Linked DNA regions of Mus musculus: region 2 is linked to region 1. Evidence: chromatin contacts called from public promoter capture Hi-C data. All regions are on one chromosome and are shown on one strand. The core of a region is the stretch at or near the end of the contact, and the rest is flanking DNA. Distances in the headings are between cores, read along the strand shown.

Region 1 (5,873 bases), core at 1,831-4,330:
TTTCTAAGATAATTCTGGTAGACAGAGAACAAAAAAATCTTTTATTTGAAAATCTGCATCCCTTATACATGACGTTGTTATGGATTTAGATAGTAATTTGAAGACAGAATTGTTATGCAATTATGGAATAAAGCAAGTATTACTGGTGAGGGGAGATGGAATATTATGCTATTGCATAAGACGGAGAGAAAAATGTCATAGCATACTGTATTCTCCGTGCATACCTGGAGGATAAACACACTACCCACTTTCTAAAGCTTGCTCTTATTTTTAGAGTAGTTAGAAGTGTCAGTGTGTCTTCAGCAAGCACAAGAAAGGTTGGGGAAATGTCTTAGTCAGAGAAGAGCTTACCTCAAAAATCTGAGTTTGATTCCCAGAACCTATGTTAAAAATTGGGTGCTTCTGTAACTCCAATGCCAGGGAGGGAGAGACAGGAGGATCAATAAAGATGCCCAGTATCAAACTATGGCCTACACACAGACACACACATACAAACACACACACACTCACACATACACACACATACATGCACAAGCATGGACATACTTACAATATACAATATATATATATATACACACACACATGCATACACTATACATACATGTACACACATACACATGCACATACTCATACATGAACACACTTGCATACTCACACATATATACACATACACACAAACACATTCATACACATACTCACACACAGACTCACATATACATACAAACATAAACACATGTACACATATAAACACACATACATACACATATACATACATATACACAAACATGCATACAGCCACATATACACAAAACCACACATACATACACACTTATACACACATACATACAGAGAGACAGACAGACACACACACACACACACACACACACACACATAGAGAGAGAGAGAGAGAGAGAGAGTTTGTTAGACATAGTTAGACCCTATGGGGCGATGTGAGGTTCACTAGCCATACGAGAGCTGCTGCCATCTGGTTATTATTAATTCCATATGGAGAAGAAGTCAGGTGATTGTTAGTTTAAGTAGTCTGACTTAACAGTCCAGGAAGAGACCACATATCATACCATCCACAGGCTTCTTTGTTCAGGTTCACACACTGAGTCCGCAGCAGACCTGGTCTGGAGATACCTTATCTGTAGTCCCTTTTTCCTTTTTCCTCTTTCTCCCCATAGCCCATTTAGGAGGTGTCAGAATAAAACAGAACCCCAGATCTCCCCAAGCATAACTGGATCCCCAAGTATCCTGGGGTCTGGTAATGGGATGGGAGATCTTCAACCAGAATATGAAGAGGCAAGACAATTGACAACAGCAATTCACGCAGGCATTAAAGACCCTTCCTAGGGGCAGGCACACATTTACTGTCTCTGCCTCCCAAGTGCTGGGATTAAAGGTACACAACCATTGCCCAGCAACACATCTGCTTTATATGAAGACACACAGCTTAGAGAGGTGAAGCTGCAGAAAGAAATTGCCCCAGGTGTCTGTAATCCACTTCCAAGGAAGTTTCCCTAGGAAAAGTATACAGGCTAAAAGTGTGTGCAGTGGGAAGATTATTGAATGGCTTACCATCTGCTCAGTCATTTGCTGTCAGTATTAGAGCACCTGGCAGTGGCTATCTGTCTGAAAACCTCCCATGACTCTTCATTTTACCAAACCAAATTGACTAACACAATGTTCTCTTACCTGTTGCCATGGTGTTTCATTCAATACTACAAATTCTTATTACTCATAATAATCATGAACAAATTCTTTAAAACAAACAAACAAACAAACAAACAACAAACATTGTATCCCTCCTAGAGCTGTGGACTTCAATGAGACACTCTTTGGATGACACGTTTGCATTCTTTTCTACTCCTGGTTTTGATTTGAGATAGAACTTCCTCTGTAGCACAGGCTAGTCTGGAACTCATCATGTAGCTCAGGTTGGGCTCAAATACACAATGACCCTTCTTCTTTTAGACAATCTGTGTGCTAAGCAAAGGGCCTAAAAACCTTTGTAATAGCATCCTGGAGAAAACTGAATCAAAACTCTTAAAAATGCTATTTGGTAAGGTAGAAACCAGCTATAAGTCTGTGATTGACTCTCCTTTATCAATCTTTAAAAAAGTCAAACTGAGTGTGAAGTATAGCTCTATTTTTCTACTGCTTAAAGCTTATCAGTCATTATCCAATTTTACCAAATAACAATTTATCTGAAGAAGCCTGATTTCTGAGTTAGAAAAGCTTATCTTGATTTCTGTCTCTATTTTGGTAGCAAGAATGTGAGTCAAGGCGACTGAGCTCTATTCAGGCTAGCGCTAGTGATCAGATGACACACTCTATACTTCATTCCTATGGTCTGTAACCACTGCACATGTGAGCTTCTATCATCATGTTATGTTCTGCTGGTATAACCCCATGGGCTAGAACATAGATGTGTTTTAGCTTCTATTGCATATGCAAGAATGTTACACCTTCTCTCTGCACTTTCTGACTATAGGTCTCTTCACTGTGAGACTTCATCCTTAGACGTCCAGTTCAGTACAGTTCATGAAAATAATTGCAAGTTGCAATAAACAATAATAACACTTGCATTTCCTGAGCATGGATGAGATCTCAATACTGCATTAAGTATGTTATAATCTCTCCACTTGGTGGTATCATTATTATACTCTCCAGTTTCTGAATTGGAAAATCTAAGGCCAGAAATGAAATGACATGCTAGAGAGCAGATAAAGGAGCTGGCATTCAACGAGAGTTTAGGAAAGCTTGGATGGCTACTCACAGAAAGCATGCAGTGCTTCTCTAACCAGGAACATTCTGCCCAAGAATATTTACTGCCACGCAAGCACCGAAGGACAAATCATTCAAAACCACACGTGGAATATTGGCGGTGAGGCCAGAGAACCCCGAGTGAGAGAAGGATATACCTGAGCCTGTTCCCACTGATGTGCGCTCACATCTCCAGCTTCCTGGGACAGTGGCAGGGCCAGGTGGCCTGGCAGCAGACACACAAAGCAGAACAGGGTGAGCTGCATAGCTGCCATCAACAGGCGATTGTTCTCAGAGCTACTTTGATGTTTCCTGACAGGGGCTGGAGAAATTTATATGGCTTCTCAGCCCTGAATGTGGAAATAGGTGACTCATTTGCACACTTTCTTTCTTTTTTGAATTTAGCAACAATGAGGAAGTATTGTGTTTTTATATTGGCAGGAGGAACACATGGCATTTATCTTTTAGAGGACACCCCCCCCCCACCATGCTGAATCCACAAGAAAACTTTTCTTATTTATTGGATAAAATTACTACTCTTTCAAGTCTTATCAATGACAAAGTTTTGGATCTGTCATTGTATTCTGTATCTTACAAGGATTTTACTAAACATTTATAACATGTGGAACAGAGCATAAGTTACAGCCAGCATCACTGAGCAGGTGCCACAACACCACCAATGCCAAGAAAGAAGATGGCCGCACCAAGCTGATTTAAAGATGAATGTATAGATGAGTCTTGCCTGGGGTCCAGAATTCAGGAGGCTGTGGAGGCAGGAGGACCGCTAGTTTGTGGCCACATAGTGGCTACATAGCCAGATCATGGGCTGCATAGGGGGTATAATGATTAAAAGAGGAAAGGAAAGAGGAATGGAAGGAAGGAAAGAGAAAAGGAAGAAGGAAGGAAGGAGGAGGACCTGGAGCATTGCTGGTGTTTCATAATTCTTTGTAAAGGAGAGAGACAGGCATTGCAGGTGCAGGTGCTGTATAGCGGCTACTGCAGGTCTAGCCTCTAGCCTCCGCTCTCACAGCCTCCTATCTGAGTCACACTGTTGAGCATCCTTTAATCAGGTGGTTTCTTTTCTCACTGGGTAGTGCTATTCCTAATTTTCTTCAATTAAGGACTTCCACCAAATCTTCAGGAAGAGCCCTGCATAACTTACGTGTGTACAATAAATGAGTATTTATAGATGTAACCTGTATCAGGTAACCACAGTGCTATGAGATGTTCATTGATCAGTGTTTCGGAGTAAAATCTTGGATCTTTTCTTATCTCGGATAACAAGACAAGCCACAGGCTGGGAGAAAATATTGCAAAAAACATGCAATGAAAGACTATTCTTAAAACTATATACAGAACCCCTAAACACAAGAACACAAATAATCTGATTTTAAAAAATGCACCAGGGACCCAAACAGACAATTTGCCAGAAGAGACAAATGCTAAGTAAACATAAAATGATGTTCCCCGTTCCACTTACCAGGGAAATGTGAATTTAAATAGCAACAAGCCAATTAAAACCCATCAAAAGTGCTTCAAATCCTGAGCATGCAACAGTAAAGGCAAGATATACTGGGAACAGTCACTTAGGAATACAGTCTGGCATGCCCACAACTAAATCCCTGGCCACCCAAATATACTCTTTCCTAGCCATCGAAGAAATGAAAATTTATGTCCATATAAGAGCTGCAAGTGCATACTTATAACACTTCTATTTACACTGTTTAAAACTTGAGAACAGTCAAGATGTCTTTCGGAGTGGGAATGGCTAGACAGACTATGGTAAGCCATGTAAAGGGATTATTCAGCACTAAAAGTAAGAGAGTGGTGAGAAGGCAAGGAAGAGCCTTAAATGAGTGCTGCTAAGTGAAAGACCAACAGGAAAGGGTTAAAACTTGATTCTGACTAGATGCCATTCAGTCTGAGAAGACAGCAGGCAGATCAGTGGTTAGAGCCACAGGGTGGAGAAAGGGTGGCCTAGAGTTGAACTACAGAGCACAGAGGATTTTTAAGAAACAATAAATTGCTCTGGCATTGTAATGATTAATACATGTCATCACACAGTTGTCTGAAACTTTAGAATGTACAACACCAAGAGTGAGCCCTATGGATGGAGGAAAGAGTGCAAACATGCTATTTGTAGTCGGGCTGGAAAGCTTTCTAGCCTTGGGTGCAGGGAGTTTGGACTTCATCCTTCTGAAAGAAGAAGTGCAGCTGGCTTTGGATTGTGAGAAAATGCTAGTGCTGTACTGAAGATGGATTGTGGCAGGAAAGACAACTCTGCTGAGGACCACGAGAGAGACAAGAAATCATTACTAAGACAGCCAGGGTGAGACGGGGAGAACCAAAGCCTCACTGAGATAAGTAGGACAGAGGAAGGATGCCAGGCATGCCAGGAAACCAGGCTTTAGCTCTCGCCCTGCTGTGCCTTCACAGTAGGAAGGCGGGCAGCAGTGCGAATGGCAGCACAGGATCCAGAGCTGAGAACCAGGACCCAGCTCAGCACGTCTCTCCTTGCTCTGCCCAGATATTCCTTCTCTCCACCTGTCCCACACAAGGACTGCATCACTCTTGAGACCCTGCTGCTGGAGGGAGGACAGCAGGACCTTTGGTTTACAGGAGAGGTTAACAGCTTAGCCCTGAAAAACATCAATTCAGGTACTGTATGAATATGGCTGAAGATCAAGAACATTCTGTTATGAACATGAAAAGAGTCAATATGCAAACAGACACGCCCACTTTCACCTTCAGACTCACCGCTGGGGACATACCTTCCACAGGTGAAGGGATAGGTAAGAGGCTGGTGGCATCCAGTGTGGGAATTTACTTTGCAGTTCCTGACCTCTTAGTGCCTGATCCATCCAAACCACCAAAGACCCAGCTTAATACACCTGGCTCATTTTAGGAAGTGGCTGCTACTCAGGCTTGGCGGCTCCCTGAACCATTCTCAGGAAGGAGGACCTGCTCAGACAGAGACTATATGGCAATTTGCAGGCTAGACTCATTTATGGGTAGTGGATAGAGAGATCAAAACAAAACAAAACAAAAACAAAAACCAAATGAAAAATCAATCCAAGAGAGACACTGCTGAGAAATTTCTTGCC
Region 2 (5,873 bases), core at 1,677-4,176, 990 kb before region 1:
TCATTTGAACACATGCATGCACTCATTTGCATGTATACACAGGAACACACATAGGTGCATGTACACACCCACATAGTACACAGACACACAGGCACAAGCACATACATATAAATACATATGTAATGAGACTGAAACTATGAGTCTCATTAACCATCTATCTAAATATTTGTTCATGATTGTCTGCTTTTCATCAAACAAAGCAAAATATGTAAGTTTATATATTCTGTGAGTATTTATTGCTGAAGGCTCAATGTCACAGAAGGTTAGTACTACATAAACCTGTATGTTTGTCTGTGTTTTGTTATAAGAGATTCAGTTAAAAAAATGTGTGAGTAACAAAAAATTTCTTTCTCCCCTGTACCTACATCCACTTGGAAGCAGATCTTCTATTGATAAGAGCCTTCCTCATCAGAGGCTGTGGTCTGCTTCAATGGAACCTTGAGTGCTGGGTACAGACCAAAGTTTCTTATTGAAAGATTAAACACAGTATGAGACTCCACCTCTAGCCAGTGGAGAGTAGCAATAATGGTGAGGGAGCTGTGCTTCACTCTTGACCCTGGCATTTCTATTCACAAGTTATTTATATTTTAAAAACTTGGTGTTTGTCTTATTTCCAAAATAAGTATATGGTTTTCATAAGCATGGTGTCTGAGTAAGTTAGATAATGGATGTGGTGGTATTGTCAAATTGACAGTCTTGAATCATCTTGGAAGGGACTCTCAATGAGGAATTGCCTATGGACAATTGCCTATGGGCCAGACTAGCCTATGAACATTTTTATGATAGATTATTTTAATTATGTTTATTAATGAGGGCAGACCCAGACTACTGTAGGTGGCACCATTCTCTGGGTTTGGGTCCTAGACTGTATGACTAGAGAAAGCAAGCTGAATAGGACCCATGCATGCACGCATGTCTCTCTGCTCTTCCTATGATGAGCTGACTCCAGTTCCTACAGTATTGACTTTTCTGCTGTAATGGACTATGACCTGGAATTGTGAACTAAAATAAACCTAACACCCCATAAGTTGCGCTCTGTTTTTGAAACAGCAACAGAAATGAAACTTTGGTAGAAAATGGGTGTGAGAGGCTGGCACAAGGTACATGCTCAGTAATCCTTTCTCCCAAACGTGTGATGTCTCATTCCAATTTAGGTTCTAGCAGTTTCATCCATAGGCCTAGAAGATGAGCTAGTTTCTTGTTCCTGTGTCTAAACACCAGACAAGAAGCAGCTTCAGGGAGGAAGGATTAATTTTAGCTCACGGCTTGAGGAGTATAATTCCATCATGGCAAGAATACCATGCTATGTTGTTGGATCCATCACATCATATTTGACCAAGAAACAAGGAACACTAATAAGGACAGACCAATGAACTCTGTGCTCTGCTTTCCAGTGATTCACTTCCTCCAGCAAGATCAGTGCTTGCAAATATCACAGGGAATTGGATGTGGGAGTTTGTCTGTAAATTGCTCAGAAATGGCACAAAATTGTGCTGTCAAGGAACCAAAGAATTACAGTGTTTGGGACTTTGACACAACTGTAATAAAAGCGTTCTTATTGAGTAGTAACTTTTAGGTACAATTTAAAAAGTCATAATAAATAAGTTTTGAGGATTCATATTAGTTACAAAAGAAGACAAACATGTAGTATGTGCGTATGCACACACAGACTTACATAAACGTGCATGCACATATATACATATGTATGAGAACATGCACACACACACACACACACACACACACACACACACACTGGATAGCCCTGGTACTATTCACATTTTGATACTAATTCCGCTTCCCCAGGAGGGGCTGCCTGGGATGAGGAGTGAATCACTACTCCGGTGACTTCTTGTGAGCCTTCCCCTAATGAATAAAGATTTCAAGGAACCAGTCACTGGGCATGTAGGTGGGATTTCTGGATCAGAGAAAGGGATGGCAGAAGAGGAGAGGGTCTTGGTTTGGGGGACAGCAGAGGAGCATGGAGGCCAAAATGTAGAAAGCAGAGCCTCTCAGGTCAGGTGGAAAATATGTTGGGATCTGCTACCTGAGAATTAACTTAGAATGGCTTACAAATTAGAATGCTAGTTGCTGCACCCAACAATTGTGTTAACTGTTGGTTCTAAACTAAGTTTGGGTGGTGTTTTCCTTCATGTGGTGCTCAACTGGGTTCCAGAGAGAAAGGTACAGAGGCAAAGCGTGGGTTTGTAAGAAGTGTACTCCCAAAATCTTGGGAACCTGGAAGTATGGGGCTGGTGTGGTAACAACCAGCCATGGGAACTTAGTGAGCCAGTTGGACAGATTTAGGACCTCCAGATCAGCGAGTCTGCCAAGATGAGAACAGGCAGGTCTGCCCACCAATGCAATGCAGGTGGTAGCATGAATTGCTTTTTAATATTCCATGCTACACGCTACACACACACACACACACACACACACACACACACACACACACACACCATGTTCCCATGTTCCCATGTTCCCTATCCAGGAAAACCATTTTCATTGTTAAGTGTTTTTAAACAGGTGTGGCAGAAAATTGAACACAGGTATAGGCTTATTTTGTTTTGATTTTTAGACATGGTCTCATGTAGCCCAGAGAATCTTACCATGTAGCCAAGGTGGACCTTAAGTTCCAGACCTTTCTCTAACTGCCAAGTGCTGATCTAACAGAAGTTTGCTACCACACAAGGCTCTAAAGCAAGTTGGACCAGGCAGTATCAATTATTTTGAGTACCTAGATGGTGGTTACAGCACACTCTAAATGATTTTCTTCTATATTCTAGGGTAGGAAGTCCCTGGTGAAACGAGATGCTGCAACTCACTTTGTCAGGGAACAACAGGAGCACAGGGAACAGCTTAAACATACCCTAGGCCATCTGAGGCCCATTACCGAGCAGACAGGAGGGGCATTCACACCAGCACAAGAGTTACCCTCCCCCTACCCAAGAAAGCTATCCAGAAAACAAGCTCCAAGGAAATGAGCAGGCTGTTCAGCATTATCAGCAATTGTTAGCCTCAGCAATGCAATTTAATCACCCAAAAAGTTGATATTAGGACTCTAAATGATCCAAGTTATCAGTTAACATACTTTTTATCATTGACACTTAAAAAAATAAGTCAGAAAATAATATGGCTTCAAGTGGAGAAATAAATATGCACTTCTGAGGGGCTCTGCTCTATCTGCGGCTTTCCTCCAGCTTTGGCTCTAACGACAGTCTCTCCCCGAGTTTTCTAATGAGCTCTGCTAGGTCTTCTGTGTTCTGTGATTTCTCTTCAAGGAGTTCATAACGGAGACTTGAGATGTCTTGCTTAATTTCCTTCAATTCCCCTGTGAAGAGGAAGAATAAAAAGAAGTTAACTATAAATAACAGATGAAGTTTTCTATGAATATGAAGTGTGAACCAATGATTCCAGGTTAGAATAAAGACAATCCTGACCATATTCAGAATCTTTTCAAAGGAAAAGCTTCCCAATCAGAAAAAAACCTTTCTATTTTACTCAGGGAAGAAAATTAATTACAGCAAAATTTTAGTTATCTGGAGACTTGGAGAGTTGTGGTAGCACAGCTCGCCTTTCCCAGACACCTCCAACAAGACCCCATAAAAATTACAATGTTTCATCTAGACCATGCAGTCTCTGGACAAAGAGCTTCTGCCCTACCGTTTTGTACCTTTGATGGATGTGATCACAGCAAATATTGATTATTACTTGACAAGATCTAGGATCTTTTGGAGACTGACTAGCATCTGGACTAGTAAGGGATTTATGTCTAAGTGCCATGGGAAGATTCATCTAACCTGTGGGCTGCGCCAGACTCTTGGCAAGAGTTCTAATGGGACAAAAGAGAGCGTGAGCCCAACACAGCCACTCATTTTGTTCTGCAGACATAGTATAAGAGCTGCCTCCCGTCCCTCCCATCAGCACAGTGGGCTGTCCACTTTCACTCTACTTCTCCAACATGGTGGACTGTCCCCTTAAACAGTGAAACAGAATAAATCCTCTTTTCCTTTCATTGCTTTGTAGGGCAGGCTGCTTCAGCAGTGGGAAAAGCTACTAACACAGTCAGAGAGAGCTTATTCTCTATGGCTTCCTGAGGCTCATCTACTGCATGCCCAGCTCTCCCTCTCTCTCTCTTACCGCCACATCTGCACACAGCCTTAACTCATACTGGAAAGCTTTTTCCTTATGGTCAACTCACCTTCATTCACCTCATCGCTCTCCTTATCAATCTGGGCCTGCAATACATATCTTTTAATGAGTCTCTTCATGATTTTCTAGACAAGACAAGGAGAAATCCACCTCAGCATTATGTTCATGCAAATATCTCATTTAGAATAGGGTTCTGGTCTACCTGCCTTTGGAAGTGATGGCTACCAAAGCACAGGTAATATTTAGCTCAAAAGGAGTATATGTCTCCATAATTTAGTTTTCTTATGAAAGCAATTCTCACATTATTTGAGCTAATGACTCAAAAGTTAATTCTCAAAAAAAAGGAAGATCATAGAGCAAACATTTAATTCTTTGTGCTCCTTCTTGTATTATTTGAAAGTAAAGCACAAACTTCCTGTCAGATAATTTATGCAGAACTCTTTGAGGAAGGATGGAGATAAAAAATGTCCAGTTCCCAATCCTACCAGGAATTGTAGAGACTGTTGATTGGTATAGTTGCTTTAAGAACCACCAGTTTCAATGAAATAAAGGTTCACTAGTGCCTTGGCTTGTGCATAACTATAAATATATATTAAATGTAAACTAATATGCAACAATTGTACAGAACATTCTTATATTACTACACCAAAACTTACTACATAAAATCCAAATTAAAAGGTAATTAATACAGTTCGGTGCTGAAAAAATTCACATGAGGATGTAGTTTGGTTTATAGATGCAATGTTTTAACATTGTAAAAACATAAAAATATGTTTTAATAGTATTGCTTACAAAAGGAAATATTAAGAGTCCACCAATAGTGAGGTTTTTCTTACAAAATTTTCATTTACTTATATAAAAGAATAAATCCATTAATAGTCACAGGAATATATGTCAGAGTGAAAGCACCCACTATAGAACAATTACACAACTTACTACTAACTCATGTGTATAACAGGACACATATGTTACAGAACATTAGCATTTATAAAGTTGTACATATGTGTACATATATACAAGCAGCAGATAGACTATTCACAAGTCTAACCTGTGGACCATCTTTATTTCACAGTGGGAGAATGTGAGGTAAATTTTGCTTTGGTTTTATTTTAAAATCTGTAAGGTTTTTATTTAAAATCGTGTATATGTATGTATATCTGTGTACACATATATATGCACATGAGTGTAGGTGCCCTTGAAGGTCAAAAGAGGTCAGATGTCCTGGAGCTGAAGTTATAGGTCATTTTAAACTGCCATGTGGATAATAGGAACTGAACTTGAGTCCTCCGTAAGAGCAGTTTGTGCTCCTAAGTTGAGTCACTTCTCTAGCCCCTCTGTCTTGTTTCATAAGGTTGGCCTTCCACAAAGAACCTAGGCTCTAAGCTATGTCATTGTCTATTTACATATTCTCCACTTGGAAAGTACCAGGCACATGACAGTTACTCCATAAGCACATGTTAAATGGATGAAACCTTTGATGTTGAAAAATATCTTGATACTTCATTTTAATTTAACAAAGTTCAGAGCTTGAAAACCTGAACTTAACCAACAGCTAGCTTTACATCTTTAAGTACTTTGTGCTTACCTGATATTGTCTTGGAGGGTTACTGAAACTATTTAAATGATAATCTTCTGAGCTCCTTGTACTTGATTGTTTGTTGTGTGCCAACTAAAAAGAGAATTAGAAATTCTAATTTAATTTGTATTGTCAACTAATGTGTGTG

The links. Promoter capture Hi-C pulls out the DNA fragments that hold promoters and counts their contacts.
Region 2: a contact with region 1 is called in a promoter capture Hi-C map of second pharyngeal arch cranial neural crest, with 4 times the contacts expected there. The contact joins the enhancer-like site here to the promoter of Mmp7 in region 1. A contact is called at or near these places in 9 of 39 promoter capture datasets (the 3T3-L1 cell line, the C10 cell line, cranial neural crest and 5 more).

What each region holds. Positions count from the first base shown.
Region 1 is chr9:7,689,297-7,695,169 of GRCm38.p6, reverse strand. It overlaps Mmp7 (matrix metallopeptidase 7), which reads right to left and starts at 3,080. Exons shown (of 6, transcript NM_010810.5): 1 at 2,928-3,080; 2 at 1-14. The coding sequence starts at 3,044. All of the region lies in intron 1 of AV064505 (expressed sequence AV064505), which reads left to right. It also overlaps the pseudogene Gm19212.
Region 2 is chr9:8,677,869-8,683,741 of GRCm38.p6, reverse strand. Trpc6 (transient receptor potential cation channel, subfamily C, member 6) reads right to left here. Exons shown (of 13, transcript NM_013838.2): 11 at 5,735-5,818; 12 at 4,199-4,274; 13 at 3,001-3,328. The coding sequence ends at 3,177. The region is part of intron 4 of Gm32014 (predicted gene, 32014); the gene reads left to right. Among named protein-coding and RNA genes, the nearest start is that of Gm32014, 60 kb to the left of the region's middle. Within about 2 kb of position 2,926, at least 2 of the 459 cell types and tissues checked have an H3K27ac peak or open chromatin away from gene starts, as enhancers often do. A contact at or near this core is called in second pharyngeal arch cranial neural crest, where this site is marked.